Regions from separate parts of the Mus musculus genome. Here region 2 is linked to region 1. A link is a contact called in public HiChIP or PLAC-seq data. All regions are on one chromosome and are shown on one strand. Each heading gives the region's core, a stretch centred on a gene start, on an enhancer-like site or on the middle of the called end of the contact. The rest is flanking DNA. Distances are from core to core; before and after follow the strand shown. Region 1 has its middle 84 kb from the start of 1700019J19Rik. Region 2 has its middle 27 kb from the start of Gm34069.

Region 1 (4,986 bases), core at 948-3,447:
TGGGTTAGGGTTCCCACCATGAAATTCCTGCCATGCAAATGAAGACAGTCCTGCTGGCTGCTATTTCACAGTGGGGACTGGGTTTATACGGCAGCCACTGGGTGGTACCAGATTGATTCTAATTAGCCAAAAACTGTTGTTTTCTTTTATGGTATCATTTATGCCTGTGGGTCCTGATAGTAACCAATGCCCTATATTCCATTGGGTACAATGATGTTTTAAGCAGGGTGAGGAAATTAGAATGGGTAAACTAATGAATCATTGCCTAGACCCAAGGTGACCACATAGATGTTGGGTAAGGCCTTATCTATCATTAGATGCCAGAATAGCCCCCAACAAACATGTATTAAAAGAAAGATTCAGAGTAGGAAATCTAAGTAGTTAAAGGTATTTAGAGCCATGCATGGTAGACTAATACTTCCTATGCCTCCTTTTCCAGAATCCTTGGGTCAAGTCCAGTTAGCAAGCATTCTAAGGCATCAGGACTCAGGGGTCAGAGTTGCAAGGAGATAAGGTTTGAAGCCACTTCATCTGTAAGTAACATGTATTTAGTTGGAAAAGGGATTTATCACTTGTTACTGGCAAGTGAGGATGTGAAGTAGCTTCAAGCATAGCAAGAGTCAGGTACTCAGAGTGTGTGATTTGTCTTTCTCTGCTGTGCAGCTCTGCTATCCTGAATACGGGACTAGTCTCAGGCTGGGTATTCTAACGGTGACAAATAGAGTGAAGAAGAGTTCTAAACTTACACTTTTCTATTCACCCACCTCGGTGAAGTAATGGTGTTGTGATTTCTGGAGTCATTACTCCATTCATACAGCCAAACTTCTAGCCCTGTACAGGTCCTAAGACAGATTGGTTTGTAGATGTTTCTGAACCAAGTTCAGTGGTCAGAAAATGCCGTGATCTTATTGGCTAATTCTGGGTCACAAGTCTATCCCAAGTTTGGGGGATAGGGAAGAGAAGCTTTCAATTCACCTAAACCCCATAGTACATGAGTGAAATATGACTTTCTGCTACTAAAAGAAATATTGAACAGCTGTCACAGTTATGTCAAAGGCACCACCGTGGAATGGAGAGAGGACAAAGGGAGAACAGAGAGGAAGTCAGCTGTGACCAAACAGAGATAACTTCTAGATTGCTCATTTTGTCTGGTCAGTATGTACATGTGAACATCTCTAGCTCCACTGCCAACCATTTCCATGCCATACCTTGCTCCAGACCCGATGAAGGAGCTAGACTCCATCTCACATTCAGGCCCTGTACAGGCTGCTCCTTCTTGTGGCATGTAGTCCACACCACCCAGCATCCCAGCATCAGCCCACTAAGTCAAATGCATATGTTTGCATCTTCAAACATGCCTCTCGGCAAAACAGCAGATACTCTTTTGTGTCAGGTCTCATGAATAACAATTTAGTTTTCTACACAGGCACATACATGTGCGTGTACACACACACACACACACACACACACACACACACACACACATGCATATACACACCATGGCTTCTCATGGGTTTGCTGGGGAGCAGTCACCTGCAGCGCCCCTTGGTATTCCAGGAGTATCTGAAAGGAATTATTTGCTGGTTGCTGTCTGTGAAGAAGCAAAGACCACCACTCTCTGCTACCAATGTGTCACAGATCCTCCATGCCTGTGAATTAATATCAACTCTTAACAAAGTCATATCCCAAGGTCTATGACCTGACTCTGCCCAGCTTTCTCAGAGAGCATGCCAAGTTTTTCTCATGGAGCGTGAATGTCTTTTAGAAGATATGAAAATGCAAAGTCTTCTAGAAGCATTTGAGAGCACTGACTCACATTCTTCCTTGTTCTGCTATGGTTCGGTGATAATTAACCTTTTGAAGTCCAAGAGTGTGAGGCAGCTTGGCCCTCCTTAGTGAGGCTTTCCTATCAGGCATCATGAATCAGGAGGCAGAATGGTCAGAATGATCAATGTCTTTTACTATCTTGGCCATTTGAATACATGGTCCCCCATCGGTGCTGTCTGGGGAGGCTGAGATGTGCAGCCTTGCTGGAGGAAGTACCTCACTGGGCTTTGAGAATAAAGTTTCATCTACTACCCCTTTGCTCTCTCTGCTTCATGGTTACACTAAAGGGTGTAAGCTCTCCTCAGCATGCTGCTTGTACCACAATTACTGCCTCCAGCTGCCAAACTTCCCCTTGATCTGTTATCAACAAGTCTGCAGTGCCTTTGCAATGTGCCATGTGACAGCCAGTCTATTTGCTAAGCCTGCCCCAGAGCACCATGGGCCTGTGAAGAGAGCAAACTGCTCTAATCCCCCTGCTCCAGGCTTTCTTTGTTTTTTCTTTGTTTTTCCCTTTTAGTTTGCTCAGACCCTGGTTTATAGATCACCTCCTTCTCTGACAGGCTCTTTGGATAAAACAGGATTGTGTCTTGTCCCTCTGGAATCATAAGTCCAAATAAACTTCCCATAAGGTGTCTTGGTGTTCTATCACAGCAACAGATATGTAATTAATAGGGGGTGGATTTAAAAGATGGCAGCCTATTCCAAGTTCCAGGTCTACCAGCAGGAGAGTCAACACACCCTTTTAGATAACTGTTTCTTATCTCGAATGAGTGGCATCAGGGAAAGTTCTTGTGAAGTGACTTTCTGCCCATTGTTTTCCTAGCCTGATAGATTTAGGGCAGGGATAGTTGGACATTGTATAATGGAGCTTCCCAAGAGGCTGCTGACAAGCTCTCAGGCTCTTCAACAGGCAGGACAGTCACCCTTTGTACCCAGTGAGAACTGGGAGCTGAGCTTGCCAGACTTCCAGAATGCAGCAAAGCCTGTCCCACCAGCCTGTCAGAGAATGAAGTGATTTTATAAGGCAGAGTCTGAGGAAACTAAGAGTAAAAAATAAATAAATAAAAGCAAACTTCTGAAGAGAGAGCTAAGAATAGTTGGCGTTCCTCACCGCTCCATGATGCTCTCAGGCAGGCCTGGCCCACTCACTGCAGATGCTGAGAGTCAGGCAAGGCCTTCCTTCCATGGGGACCCAGTTGTTCTTCCCACTCCTCCCTTCAGGAAGCTTGTGATGTGAGACCCGCTGCTCCCCTCTGAATGCTTTTGGACAACTTTCCTCTGGGCTCTAGAATCACATTTACCACTCTAGCCCGATCTCTCTGATTATCTAGCATTTCTGCTCTCTGATTTCTGCTTGTGACTTCTTCTTCCTGGATGGTTTGGGGTTTCTCTGTCCTCTCTCCTAAGGCCTTGAAGTGAGACTTGCTGTGTCAATGTGCTTTGTCTGTGTTGGGGACTGTAGGTATGGGTTATAGTAAATACACACAAATGATTTACAGATCAATCAGATAGTTTTTCTGCCAAGTTTGGGAGAGAGAACTAAAAGGTCCATTCATACTGTGTGCCCGTGGATTCTAAGTGATTTACATACAGTTTCTCAGTTCGTACTCCCTGGAAAACTCGAGGGAAGATTATTGTGCCTGTTTCCATATGTCATGAAACTGATGTTCTGAGCCAGCTAGATGGCTCAGGGGATAAAGGAACAAGCCTCCAAGCCTGATGATCCGAGTTCCGTGTTGGATCCCACATGGCAGAAGGAAGACAATAGTGTACTTTAGTACTGTTCCTCCCTCGACTTCTTTCTCCATCCCCTCCTGTTAGGCCCTCTTGTCCCCAGTTTCACTTCTACTTCATCTCATGGGTACATCTCTGAGTTGATGTATCTATAAAGTTGAGGACCTGAAGATAAAAGTAAAACTCAGTATTGTCTTTCTGAAACTGTATCCTTTAACAGCTTTCTCTCCATCTAAAAGACAACTAAACATCTCAAGTCAACAACTCACGGAGGCCTAGTCCATCCATGCCAGCAACACCTTCTGGCAGAGTTGAGTGACCCTGAACCATCCTATCAAGTAGTTGCCCAATGAATGCATAGAGAAAGTGTGGTTTATATATACAAACGAATCTTTAAATTCAGCAGTAAAGAAGAATGGAGTCTGTCATTTGCAGGAAAGAGGGAATTATTTTATAACTGTTCTCTGTCTTTGTGAGCCAGGTCCCCAGCTGAGGGGATGACAGGAAGCCACCAACAGTCACTAAGAATCAGGGCTGAGCAGCAAGGAGAATCCATGGATGCTCATTTCTAGTCACATGATTAAAATGAAGCCAAACTCTGGCTATCTGTGGCAATACCTACATGCATGACTGTTGAGCCATGTGTAGTATTGGCTTTAGACAGTCATGTCTCCATTGTCAAGCTTTCTTCTAAAGAGCTAGATTTATATTTGTAGCTTAGTGTGCTCTCATCCTTGATCAAAGTCTTACACACGCTTTTGCAGTGGTCAGAAGTTTATGTTGAGACTAATAACTTATCGAATACTTGAGAATAGTGATCATTGTTTGCTTACTTCTAAATGAGGCATCTATATTAGTTACCCCTCAACACACACACACACACACACACACACACACACACACACACACCAACACACAGGAAGCATCACAGAAGAGAAGGTAGAAAATTTTCGTGGAAGGATGAGAAGTGCTATGAATTGCTTTCTTATGACCGTGGCACTTAGGAACTCAGAGCCTCTGCAGTTACCTGTGCCAGACCTGTGAAAGATCAAGCCAGCCAGCATTCCTACATGGATAGGAGAAGTGCTATGAGGCTCCGGCCCCGGGTAAAAAGCTATTAGTGGTTGCTGGTCTCTGGAGAGAGTCCTTTTTCTTTGGTTGGGTGGCCACTGATGTGTGGACCTGGTGGATGATTCCACATCGGTGAGCAGAAGGGAAGGTAGAGGGATGGGAGAGTGGGATAGAAATGATCAAGGTACACTGTTTACACAGATGAAACCATCAAAGAAAAAATTTTAAAACGTGGTCTTTTTTATAAAACATGCTTCTTCCACAAATGAGCGTGAACAAGAAGCTGCGCATGATGCCGTAGGGTTCCATGATGCTGTAGGATTCCATGATGCCATAGAATTCCAGGATGCAGTA
Region 2 (4,881 bases), core at 1,201-3,700, 230 kb before region 1:
CCTTCCATGTGTACTCGTTGGTTAGTGGTCCAGTCCCCAGGAGCTCTGGGGGCTCTGGTCTGTGACACTGTTGCTCTCTCCATAGGGCTGCTAACCTCCTCAGCACCTTCATTCAGTCCCTTCTCCAACTCCTCCATCGGGGATCCCACACTCAGAACATCTGAGTTGGCTGTGAGCATCTGCCTCTGTATTTGTCAGGCTGTGACAGAGCCTTTCAGGAGACAGCCATATCAGGCTCCTGTCAGTAAGTACTTCCCAGCATCCACAATAGCTTCCAGGTTTGGTGACTGTATATGGGATGGATCCCAGGTGGGGCACTCTCTGGATGGCCTTTCCTTCAGTCTCTGCCCCACACTTTGTCTCCATATTTCCTCCTGTGAGTATTTTGTTCCCCCTTTCTAAGAAGCACTGAAGCAACCACACTTTGCTCTTTCCTGATCTTAAGCTTCATATGGTCTGTGAATTGTATCTTGGGTCTTGAACTGTATCTTGTATCTTCTGAACTTTTGGGCTAATATTTGCTTATCAGTGAGTGCATACCATGCATGTTCTTTTTTTTTTTTTTTCCGAGACAGGGTTTCTCTGTGTAGCCCTGGCTGTCCTGGAACTCACTTTGGCCTCGAACTCAGAAATCCACCTGCCTCTGCCTCCCAAGTGCTAGGATTAAAGGCGTGAGCCACCACCGCCCGGCACCATGCATGTTCTTTTCTGATTGGGTTACCTCACTCAGGATGATATCCTCCAACACCATCTATTTGCCTAAGAATTTCATTAATTGTTTTTAATAGCTGCATAGTATTCCATTGTGTAAATGTACCATATTTTCTGTATTCATTCCTCTGTTGAGGTACATCTGGGTTCCTTTCAGCTTCTGGCTATTATAAATAAGGCTACTATGAATATAGTGGAGCATGTGTCCTTATTATATATTGGAGCATCTTCTGGGTTTAGCTGCCCAGGAGGGTATAGCTGGGTCCTCAGGTAGTACTATGTCCAATTTTCTGAGGAACCTCCAAACTGATTTCCAGAGTGGTTGTATAAGCTTGCAATCCCACCAGCAGTAGAGGAGAGTTCCTCTTTCTCCACATCCTCAAGAGCATCTGCTGTCACCTGAGCTTTTGATATTACCCATTCTGACTGGTGTGAGGTGAAATCCCAGGATTGTTTTGATTTGCATTTCCTTGATGACTAAGGATGTTGAACATTTCTTTAGGTGCTTCTCAGCCATTTGAGTTTCCTCAGCTGAGAATTCTTTGGTTACCTCTGTACCCCATTTTAAAATAGAGTTATTTGGTTCTCTGAGTCTAACTTCTTGAGTTCTTTGTATACATTGGATATTAGCCCTCTATCGGGTGTAGGATTGGTAAAGATCTCTTCCCAATCTGCTTGTTGCCATTTTGTCCTATTGCCAGTGTCTTTTGCCTTACAAAACTTTGCAATTTTATGAGGTTCCATTTGTTGATTCTTGATCTTAGAGTGTAAGACATTGGTGTTCTGTTCAGGAACATTCCCCCTGTGCCCATGTGTTCAAGGCTTTCCCTCAGTTTCTCTTCTATTAGTTTCAGTGTATCTGGTTTTATGTGGAGGCCCTTGATCCACTTGGACTTGTGCTTTGTACAGGGAGAGAAGAATGGATCAATTTGCATTCTTCTACATGATAACTGCCAGTTGAACCAGCACCATTTGTTGAAAATGCTGTCTGTTTTCCACTGGGTGGTTTTAGCTCCTTTGTCAAAGATCAAATGATCATAGGTGTGTGGGTTCATTTCTGGGTCTTCAATTTTATTCCATTGGTCTTCCTGCCTGTCTCTGTACCAATACCATGCAGTTCTTTTTTATCACTGTTGCTTTATAATACAGCTTGAGGTCAGGGATGACTCCACCAGAAGTTCTTTTATTGTTGAGAATAGTTTCTGCTATCCTGGGTGTTTTGTTATTCCAAATGAGTTTTGTCCCCAGCTGTTCCTTGGTTCCTGTGTCCTTATGGCCCTAGGAGGGTCCTTCTTGGGCCAGGAATTTGAGCAGAAGTGGTGGTCTTACCTGTGCTCACAGGTGTGTCAGCACTCCTGGGAGACCAGCTTTCTCCCAGCGGTATTTGTGTATGGAGAGCCGTGGCCAACTTGAAATATTTTTGACCATCAATTTTTAGAAGGAATTAAAGGGAAGGGGGACAGAGCTAGGGAAAGATCTTAAAGATGATGTTTCACAGCTGAAAATCAAATGTGGTAAAAATTAACTTGTGGTTTTAATCAGTCACAGGCTGTGTGGTCATGGGCAACTGTTTAACCTCACCGTAATCATCATCCTTATCTGTAGGTGGAAGGCAACAGTATCTATCTCCCTGAACTGATTAGAGAATAGAAAGGGCACTAACTCTTGAGTGCCTGCCCTTCAACAGCACGGGTGAGAGGTTTTCCTTGAGGTGGTTGGGCTTGGCAGTGGCCAGGCCATTGTTGCTCATACTCTCTTTTCTCTTCGATGATTAATGTGGAAGCTTTGCCTAAAGACAGTGCTGTGTTACAACAGCGTCTCACAGGAGGAGGTTCATTTGTTGATACTCCAATGTGAACCTGAAAACAGTGCAGGGGCTGTGCCAAAGGCTTTGGAGTTAACCTTGGTGGTATCTTCTATGGGAATGGATGTTAAATAGAAAGAGATGGCATTAGCTTTTCATCCTTTAAGGAGTGTCCTTCCAAGATCTTGGGATTTCACTCACTTACTCTACTCAGAATTCAACAAGAGTAGCCCATGACACAGCACAGATTGCAGTGCCAATGTTTGGAAGAACATCTGCTTGCATGAGGTAACTGGTGTTTCTGGGCTTTGGAACACTCTCTATTGTGAACCTCTCAAGCTAAAGGCCTGAATGCACTCACAGGTGCTGGGTGAGTGCTGTGGGAGACACCTCCAAAAGAACACGAAGTGCTCAGTGCAAGACACCATACACCAGCCCCATCCAGAGCTCGGCTATAAGAACTTGCAAACGAGGCTAAGAGTGTTCCCCAGGTGCGGTCTGCTTTTTCTAAATGATGGTTTATAAACCAAGAACAACAACAAAAATATGTAATTTTTAGTGGACTTAGCAGTGAGGAGTCACCCCGAATCAACCCCCATCTGCATGCTTCATGATATTCACTGTTCCCTTGTGATAGTCAAATAGCATAGCTCCATTTTACAGAAGAAAGCATGTACTTATGTTGTATCTTGCCACCCATATACGTGAGTGGAATCAGGAATCAAATTTATTTTTAACATGAAGTCAATTTTCTTGTGACCATACTCTAATTCACTTTACGGTGTTCTCAAAGTGATTCTTAAAATGAATGACTTACCCATAGACTTTATTTAGTGAACTTTTACTTATGAGGAATATGTTTCATATGTATGGTAGTCAGGGAAATAGAGCTCAATTCCAGCTCCCTCCACATGCCTTCTTTTATAGACTAGCCTGTCTGCCTATCGTTGTTCCACGGATAATCTTGGATAAAAGTCATATCAAATCCTACTAAGGCCACCTATACGGAGAACATGACTTTTAAAGAATACTTTACAAACTAACCAGTGACACTGTGTGCAGAAACAGGGGGACTCTGTGAGTACGAGGTCCTCTTAGGAGTCTGGGGTGTAATGACCCTGTCAAAGGCAACTCTGTAGCTGTAGGTGAACCTAAATTAGTGGTAGTCTTGTAACATTCTATAGACAAAGGGATAGCTGGTGGTGCTTCTGAAAGAACTCATTGAAATTTGTGGCACAAATGTTTTCATCTGAAAATGTGTCAAGTGATGTGTAGAGTTTTAGCCATGAAGACTGAGTTCTGGGAAACTTACAAGTGGAAAACCAGAAAAGGCAACCCATGGGTCAAGTGGCTTGTGTCAGTATGGAGACTCTTGGGTGATACCATGGCTGGTGGATAGAACTTCTCACAGTAAAGCAGACTCTGAGTCTTCCTGGGCTCACTCTTGTAGGCTTGGATAGAGTATTGGCCTTCACCGAGCCATTGTTTCCTCAAATGTTGCAACAGTTCTGACTTCTTAGCACTGTTGTCAGGATCAAATGCAATGATATCTGTTAAAGTAAACACTAGGTGGTAGGACCTTAATTAGGCATGACTTTAACAGAATAACAAAGAGGTACCAGTCTGGAATACATTCTCCTACCACAGAAGGAACAGAAGGAACATTCTACACCTCGGTTTTTAAAATACTTCTAGAATTTATTTGTATAAAACATAGGGTCTTCAAGAACAAAGATTTTGCCTAGTCAATCACCTGTGTTTCCCTGGCACTTGGACACTATGTTTGCTCATGTTGGATAGCTGATAAGTTATTTGACTTATGGATACCTTGCTTGGATCAGCCAATCAGCCCTTAGCTATTCCCAAAACATTTTGTAGGATCTCAAATTATATCAGAGAAGTGACTACCTAGCATGGCATACTGAGCTAGAGGAAGAAATGTGTAGTTTGAAAATGACACTCCAAGTGAACTTTGCATAAGAGAAGTTGAGACTCAGAGGAGGAAGAAGAGAGATAGAGCAGGCAAGAACAAGGTGCAAGAGAGGGCATGTTTGAGCTGAATTCACGAAGACAGAAGAATATTGACAAAATGAGGTAATGTGGGTCAGCAGGGGGAAGGCAAAGAACGGAGTAAACAGAGAGCAAAGGTGTAAAGGCTGGAAATTTAAAACCAGGTACAATTAGGGACAAGGAGCTCAGTTCCACTAACAAATGGAAGACTTGGAAAGTAGGCCCAGGCCTGTGCTATTAGGACACTGCACAAACCCCACAGGCTCAGTAACTAAGGTGTGAGTCACCGCCATGAAGGTCTAGGCATGAGCACTCGAAAGCCATGTGAGAAGATTGCATATTGGCAAGAAAGGAAA

The links. HiChIP or PLAC-seq counts read pairs in DNA pulled down with a chosen protein or histone mark.
Region 2: a contact with region 1 is called in an H3K27ac HiChIP or PLAC-seq map of extraembryonic endoderm stem cells. The contact joins two enhancer-like sites. A contact is called at or near these places in 1 of 484 Hi-C or Micro-C datasets (nephron progenitors) and 1 of 115 datasets of contacts at active chromatin or transcription factors (extraembryonic endoderm stem cells).

The regions. Positions count from the first base shown.
Region 1 is chr9:14,003,637-14,008,622 of GRCm38.p6, reverse strand. No RefSeq gene overlaps it. Among named protein-coding and RNA genes, the nearest start is that of 1700019J19Rik, 84 kb to the left of the region's middle. Within about 2 kb of position 2,197, at least 19 of the 459 cell types and tissues checked have an H3K27ac peak or open chromatin away from gene starts, as enhancers often do. A contact at or near this core is called in extraembryonic endoderm stem cells, where this site is marked.
Region 2 is chr9:14,235,215-14,240,095 of GRCm38.p6, reverse strand. No RefSeq gene overlaps it. Among named protein-coding and RNA genes, the nearest start is that of Gm34069, 27 kb to the left of the region's middle. Within about 2 kb of position 2,450, at least 13 of the 459 cell types and tissues checked have an H3K27ac peak or open chromatin away from gene starts, as enhancers often do. A contact at or near this core is called in extraembryonic endoderm stem cells, where this site is marked.